Linked DNA regions of Mus musculus: region 1 is linked to region 2. A link is a contact called in public HiChIP or PLAC-seq data. All regions are on one chromosome and are shown on one strand. Each heading gives the region's core, a stretch centred on a gene start, on an enhancer-like site or on the middle of the called end of the contact. The rest is flanking DNA. Distances are from core to core; before and after follow the strand shown.

What was found. HiChIP or PLAC-seq counts read pairs in DNA pulled down with a chosen protein or histone mark.
Region 1: an H3K27ac HiChIP or PLAC-seq map of embryonic stem cells shows a contact between it and region 2, with 5 read pairs. The contact joins the promoter of Tbc1d1 here to the enhancer-like site in region 2. A contact is called at or near these places in 4 of 39 promoter capture datasets (3T3-L1-derived adipocytes, the HPC-7 cell line, hippocampal neurons and 1 more), 10 of 484 Hi-C or Micro-C datasets (CD8 T cells, cortical neurons, group 2 innate lymphoid cells and 5 more), 6 of 115 datasets of contacts at active chromatin or transcription factors (CD8 T cells, the NIH/3T3 cell line, embryonic fibroblasts and 2 more) and 3 of 9 other capture datasets (adipose tissue, liver and pancreatic islet).

Annotation. Positions count from the first base shown.
Region 1 is chr5:64,158,761-64,161,684 of GRCm38.p6, reverse strand. Tbc1d1 (TBC1 domain family, member 1) reads right to left here and starts at 1,425. Exons shown (of 22, transcript NM_001310611.1): 1 at 1,180-1,425.
Region 2 is chr5:64,115,669-64,118,727 of GRCm38.p6, reverse strand. It overlaps Pgm2 (phosphoglucomutase 2), which reads right to left. Exons shown (of 14, transcript NM_025700.3): 13 at 2,295-2,428. Among named protein-coding and RNA genes, the nearest start is that of Pgm2, 24 kb to the right of the region's middle. Within about 2 kb of position 1,342, at least 5 of the 459 cell types and tissues checked have an H3K27ac peak or open chromatin away from gene starts, as enhancers often do. A contact at or near this core is called in embryonic stem cells, where this site is marked.

The DNA of each region.
Region 1 (2,924 bases), core at 176-2,675, 43 kb before region 2:
GTTCCCAGGGAGGAACTGACTCTGCAGAAGGGGGGCACCGTGAATGCTGAGAAAAGAGAAAAGAACTCGCTAGCCTCAGCGAGCTCTCAGGCAAGGTAGTGAGACCCTGAAAAGTGATACATTCCTACCTTTGGGTACAGCTGCCCTCTCCTTCTCCCATCCCACCCCTCCCACCTTGAGCAGGCTCCACAAACAATAAAGCCTAAGTGTGGCCATTCTCCAACTCATGGGAATCCCACTTCACATCGAGGGGGTCTTAAAAGGGATCTTTGCCCATGGAGGTGCAACGCAAAAAGTTTAGAAGTTTAGACTTGTAGAGACAGCTGAGCTTCCTGGGTGTGACCCATTTAAATTAGGTCATTCAAAAATTCCCTTCTAACACCTGGCTCTAAATAGAAGAACGGCTTGCAGCCACTAAGAGGACGAAGGAGGGTTGTACGTAGGAGGTGAATGCCTGCCATCATCAGTACCAGGGCGCTGAAGATGTTTGCTGAGAGAAACACTCATCACTTTCAATTTCTTTTCCTTTTTAAGCAACTTCCGGAGAACAAGGCATTTAAAATAAAATCACAACCAGGAACGCCACACCTAGGTGGGGTTCAAACAGAACGACACATCTTTTAGAAAAGAAGAGAACAGCAACCTGTGAAGTTAGAGTGAGCCTCTTACTCACGTAGCAACCCGGAAGCTGCTAGGAAACAATCAAGCCGGGTTTCAAAATGACCAGCACAGGATGTGCCCATAGAAAGAAATGTTGCGTGCACCGAGAAGCTGCCAAAGTTACCGCTGCAAAGTACCCTGAACTTTCAAAAGGCGGCCTGGGGTCACTCTGACCGGCCTCGTCCGAGCTGGATGCCTTACAAACACTTGTGCCCCGGTGATATTTGGCGGGAGGGAGTGGGGCGGGATATGCAAGGAGGAGGAGCAGGGGACCTGAGCACCTTCGTCGCAGCGCAGAAAGCATCAAGGTTTCTCCCCCCCCCCCCCACCCCCAAGCAGAGGACAACAAGGTAGCTCTGAAATCCCGCCTCTTCCCCCTCCCCCACCAGAGCACCCCAAGAGACCCGGCAGCAACGCCCTTGGGTGGCGGGACCGCGCCTTCTCTGCAGCAAGGGAGCTCAGGGGCATGCTGGAAGTGGAGGGTTGCCCCGCACCCTAAGGACCCAAGGTGGAACCTACCAGTGAGGTGGCACGCTCAGAACTCCGGGCTGAGCTAGGGCGCGCAGGTGCTCCCGGGCACCCAGAAGATGGCCTGGGCGGGCGGGGCGTCCATGGTCCTCAGCTGGCTGTGCTCTTGCCGCCCCACGCTGCTGGGGTGGGGGTCCACTCCACAGTCTCTGCTTCTCTTGCGGGTTGAAGAGACGGTCGGTCCGAGGTGGCTTGCAGCAACAGGCACCGCGGTGTGGCCGGCGGCGGCGACAGCAGCTGAGGAGGAGGAGGAGGTGTCTGCGCGCGGCTCGCTCGCGTTTCCTCCTCCCGGGCTGGGCGAGCGCTGGGGAAAGCAGAGGCGGGGGAGGGGGACAGCAGCCGGAATCTCCCTAGTGAGTCCCCCGGGAGCCAAGAACAGGAGTAGATGCCCTCCCTTCCCCTCCGCACCAAGCGACTCTGGCTAGGCGACTCGGCCCAGACTGGCGAGTCACAGGCGAGCAACAGCTGCTGCAGTGCGGGTCCTCCGCGGCCTCCCTCCCCTCGCTCCCCAGCGGTCCATCCTCAGCCCGCCCAGGGGCCACCAGGCGCCACCCCACGAGAGCTCGGGGAAGGTGCAAGCATCGCCACCCCATCCAGCCTCAGCGCGAAGTCCTGGCCCGGAATATTCCCTGCGTGCTCACAAGTGATTATGGCCCTCCCGGCGGGATGTGTGGTCACACACCGGGCTCTTGACCGCTTATTTATAGCAGGTAGCCCTGCCCGAGGCTGTTTTGGCGTGCGAGGTTCTCAGCAGGTGGCAGCGGAGCCCGCGCTCCCTGAGGGATCCTGCTTCTCTGCACGCACCCTCCGAAACGGACCCGGAGATCACTGCGCAGCGTACCCGCAGGCCACCCAGCCACCAGCCCTTCCCCCGCCTCATCCTTCTTGCATTGGGGTCGAATGGCAGGATGGGGGCTGGTGGGGGGAACCAGGAACCGAAGCAGGATGGGACGCTGGCACTCCAGGCAGCAAAATCGGGGACTCAGAGAAACACCCGGGATGAAGTGCCCTCCGCGGATTAGCCTCTACTAAACCCATCTCTGGCCAGGTGCGGGGAGTGACGCAGAGCCCGGACCGCGCGCTTTTTCCCTCTCTGCGTGCGGAGCACACACACGCACGCACTGCGCGTCTGTGTGCACGCCAGAGAGCCACAGAAACCTCTCAAAGCACCATTCCCGCAAGTTAAAGAGGCAGACTCACTCCAAAGAGCAGAAGGGATCCAAGAAAAGTGAGCGGTGCACGTGGCTTGGATTGTATCTAGAGCCCTCCGTAGCTGCCATGTGGGGTTAGTTCATTCTTTATTACACCATAGTTTGTCTTCCTAGTTTCAGATCGAGAGAGAGAGAGAGAGAGAGAGAGAGAGAGAGAGAGAGAGAGAGAGAGAGAGAGAGAGAGAGAATGAATGAGAATAGATATAGCCAGGAATAGTCTAAGGAAAAGAGTGTTGATTGGTTCGTGGAAAATGCTCCGCAGGAAAAGATCAGGTTATCCAGCTAAACTCTATCGTCTTCAGCATCATACTATCACTGTTTCATGCTTTTATCTTCAACCCCATTGTTAAGTTGTCCTTCCCGCTCTGTGGCCTACAGACCATGGCTACTTCCAGAAGGTCACCACGTCAAGACAAGCGACATGCCAGCCATTGAAGGAGCATCCCAGCCACATTTGGACCTATTGCTTAACTACCCTGCCTGGCAGTCTCCACCATAGAAGGGACAGAGAATTTCTGGAGCATG
Region 2 (3,059 bases), core at 93-2,592:
TCTTGGTTCCTGTTAGTAAGATTCCTCCGTTTACCTTTCGCCATCTGGTAATCTCTGGAGTTAGTAGTTATAGTTGACTCTGTTTAGAGATTGTTCTTCTGGTGATTCTGTTACCGTCTATCAGCAGACCTGGGAGACAGATTCTCTCCTCTGAGTTTCAGTGCTCAGAGCACTCTCTGCTGGCAAGCTCTCTTACAGGGAAGGTGCACAGATATCTTGTATTTGGACCTCCTCCTGGCCGAAGAAGAAGGCCCAAAACAGGACCTTTCTCAGACACTGTGTTGCTTTGGCAGTTCCCAGGTGGTACAGACTCTCACCTAAGCAGACTAAATTCCTAAGTTCCTTGGAGTCCCGGGACCAAGATGGCGACCGCTGCTGCTGTGGCTTAGGTTGCCTCCCCAGCCGGGCGGGCACCTGTCCTCTGGTCCGGAAGGTGGCCGGCTGTCCCCGGCCCACACAGGGTGCTGCCTCAGCGCCTCTGTGCTTCTGCCTGTTCCAGAAGCTGTCAGGTTCTCTGGCGCACCCTCTCACCTGTTCAGACTAATTTCCTAAGTTCGGCGGGTCCCGGACCAAGATGGCGACCGCTGCTGCTGTGGCTTAGGCCGCCTCCCCAGCCGGGTGGGCACCTGTCCTCTGGTCCGGAAGGTGGCCGGCTGTCCCCGGCCCACGCAGGGTGCTGCCTCAGCGCCTCTGTGCTTCCGCCTGTTCCAGAAGCTGTCAGGTTCTCTGGCGCACCCTCTCACCTGTTCAGACTAATTTCCTAAGTTCGGCGGGTCCCGGACCAAGATGGCGACCGCTGCTGCTGTGGCTTAGGCCGCCTCCCCAGCCGGGCGGGCACCTGTCCTCCGGTCCGGAAGGTGGCCGGCTGTCCCCGGCCCACACAGGGTGCTGCCTCAGCCCCTCTGTGCTTCTGCCTGTTCCAGAGGCTGTCAGGTTCTCTGGCGCACCCTCTCACCTGTTCAGACTAATTTCCTAAGTCCCTTCCCTAATCCTAAATGACTTATCTTGAAATCTAAAGTGTGATATTGCTGAGTGATATTTTTAAGACAAGGACACACTGTATGGCTATGCAAACCCCTGGTTAGGAATCAATCCTTATCTCTTCAGTTTAAATTCAGTGGGTCATGTTATAGGCATGGATATTGAAGTCTTTCACAATCAGGCAGCGTGTCTCTCTCTAATCAGGCCAAAAATCTTTGTAAAATAAATAATACCAGAAGCTGCTGAGTTCTCAATGCAATTCTGATTCAGGAAAGGGGGAGAAAAGCTGCTTTGAGGACCTGGGACAAATCTGAATTCATGTTGACCAGGCTAAGCTCACAAATAGTTATTCAAATGCTAATTTGGGCATTTCAGTGAAAGCAGTTTACTTTAAATGAAGGCAATTATCCTTGGTGGCCTGGGTAGATAACATTCAAAAGAGAATGTTTCCTGAAGAATTTAACTTTCAGTTTAAATTCAGTTTAACTGCACTCAGGAGGCAGAGGCAGGTGGATCTCTTGTGAGTTTAAGGCTAGCCTGGTCTATAGAGTGGATCCAGGATAGCCAGGGCTCTGTTACACAGAGAAATCTTGTCTTGAGAAAAAAAGAAAAAAGGAAAAAGGAAAAAGAAAAGAAAAAAAAAATCAACGAGAGACATACTGTAAGATACCAGCAAAGGTAGAGGCTATGTTGGGGTCTGCACTGTTTCATGGTCTGGTTTTGTGAATCAAGTTTAACTGGGGCACAGGCTATGTTCATTCATTGATACATATATGGTTGTTTCTACATTTATTTTTTCTTTCTTTCTTTCGGCCTTGATTAAAGAGGCCTATGCCACCACATCCTGTTTCTACACTTCAACAGGAGTAGCTACAACAGCCCTATAGGACCTGCGAACACCAAGACATTATCTGTCTTGTATTTACCATCTTGTGGCCTGGGTAAGGACCTTGAGGGCTCAGTGAATTATCATTTTAGCATTTCTATGTCTGAAAGTTTTTAAAAGTAAAAAGTTGGGAAAGACATCTTTTCTAACAAAAATACTTCTTAGATAGTACCACTTAGACTTGAAAGGCTATTGATTCTGATTCACAGGTTAGATAACTCTATTAATAAATGAAATGTACAATATGAAGTCTATTAATAGTAATCTTACCTTAAGCTGTGGTTTTTATTGTCATTGCATGTTAATAGGTTGGTGTCCCCATGATATCACCACAGTTTCTAACTAGGCTACAATTGGGAATTTTCACTTAACACTTGAACAGAACCAGGAAGTCTCAGGGATGAGAGTCATAGCAGCGATGTCATACCTGTTGCCAGGGGGAGCACACAACTCTGCGTAGTACTTGATTTTGGGCTCAGTCCCACTGGTCCGCATGGTGGCCACACCTCCATTAGCAAAGGTGAAGGTGATCATTTGGCTGCTCTTACTGGTAGGAAGAACCTAGGGATTAATTTGTACAGGTCACACATTTAAACAGCAACAACCCTTTCTGACCTAGTGAATTACTGTCCCACATAAGCAAGAAAACGAATAACCAGACGAGGATATGGGCCACAGAAGAACATCCCTGGGAAAATGAGAAGACTCAATCCCAGTAATTTGTGAACATTAAGTAACTTCACAGTGTAGCTTTCTACTTCTACATATCTATTAAAGTTATCAAAGTTTTGTTCAAATTAAAATATGGTATTTCATAAGAAACTGAGACAATAATGTACTACAAAAAATTAGATCATTCCTCAGTGTTGTAAATGCAAACTTTGGCCAAAAAAACAGTTCCTAAGGAGATTTTTTTTTTCCTGGTACAAAATTTCAATATTGTGGTGGTTTGAATACGCTTGGCCCAGGGAGTGGCACTATTAGGAAGTGTGACCTTGTTGGAGAAAGTGTGTCAGTGTAGGGTGGGCTTTGAAACCCTCCTCCAAGCTGCCTGAGGATAGTCTTCCCCTATCTGCCTTCGGAACACGATGTAGAACTTTTGGCTCCTCCAGCTTCATGTCTGCCTGGATGCTGCCATTTTTCCTGCCTTGATGATAATGGACTGAACCTCAGAAGCTGTAAGCCAGCTCCA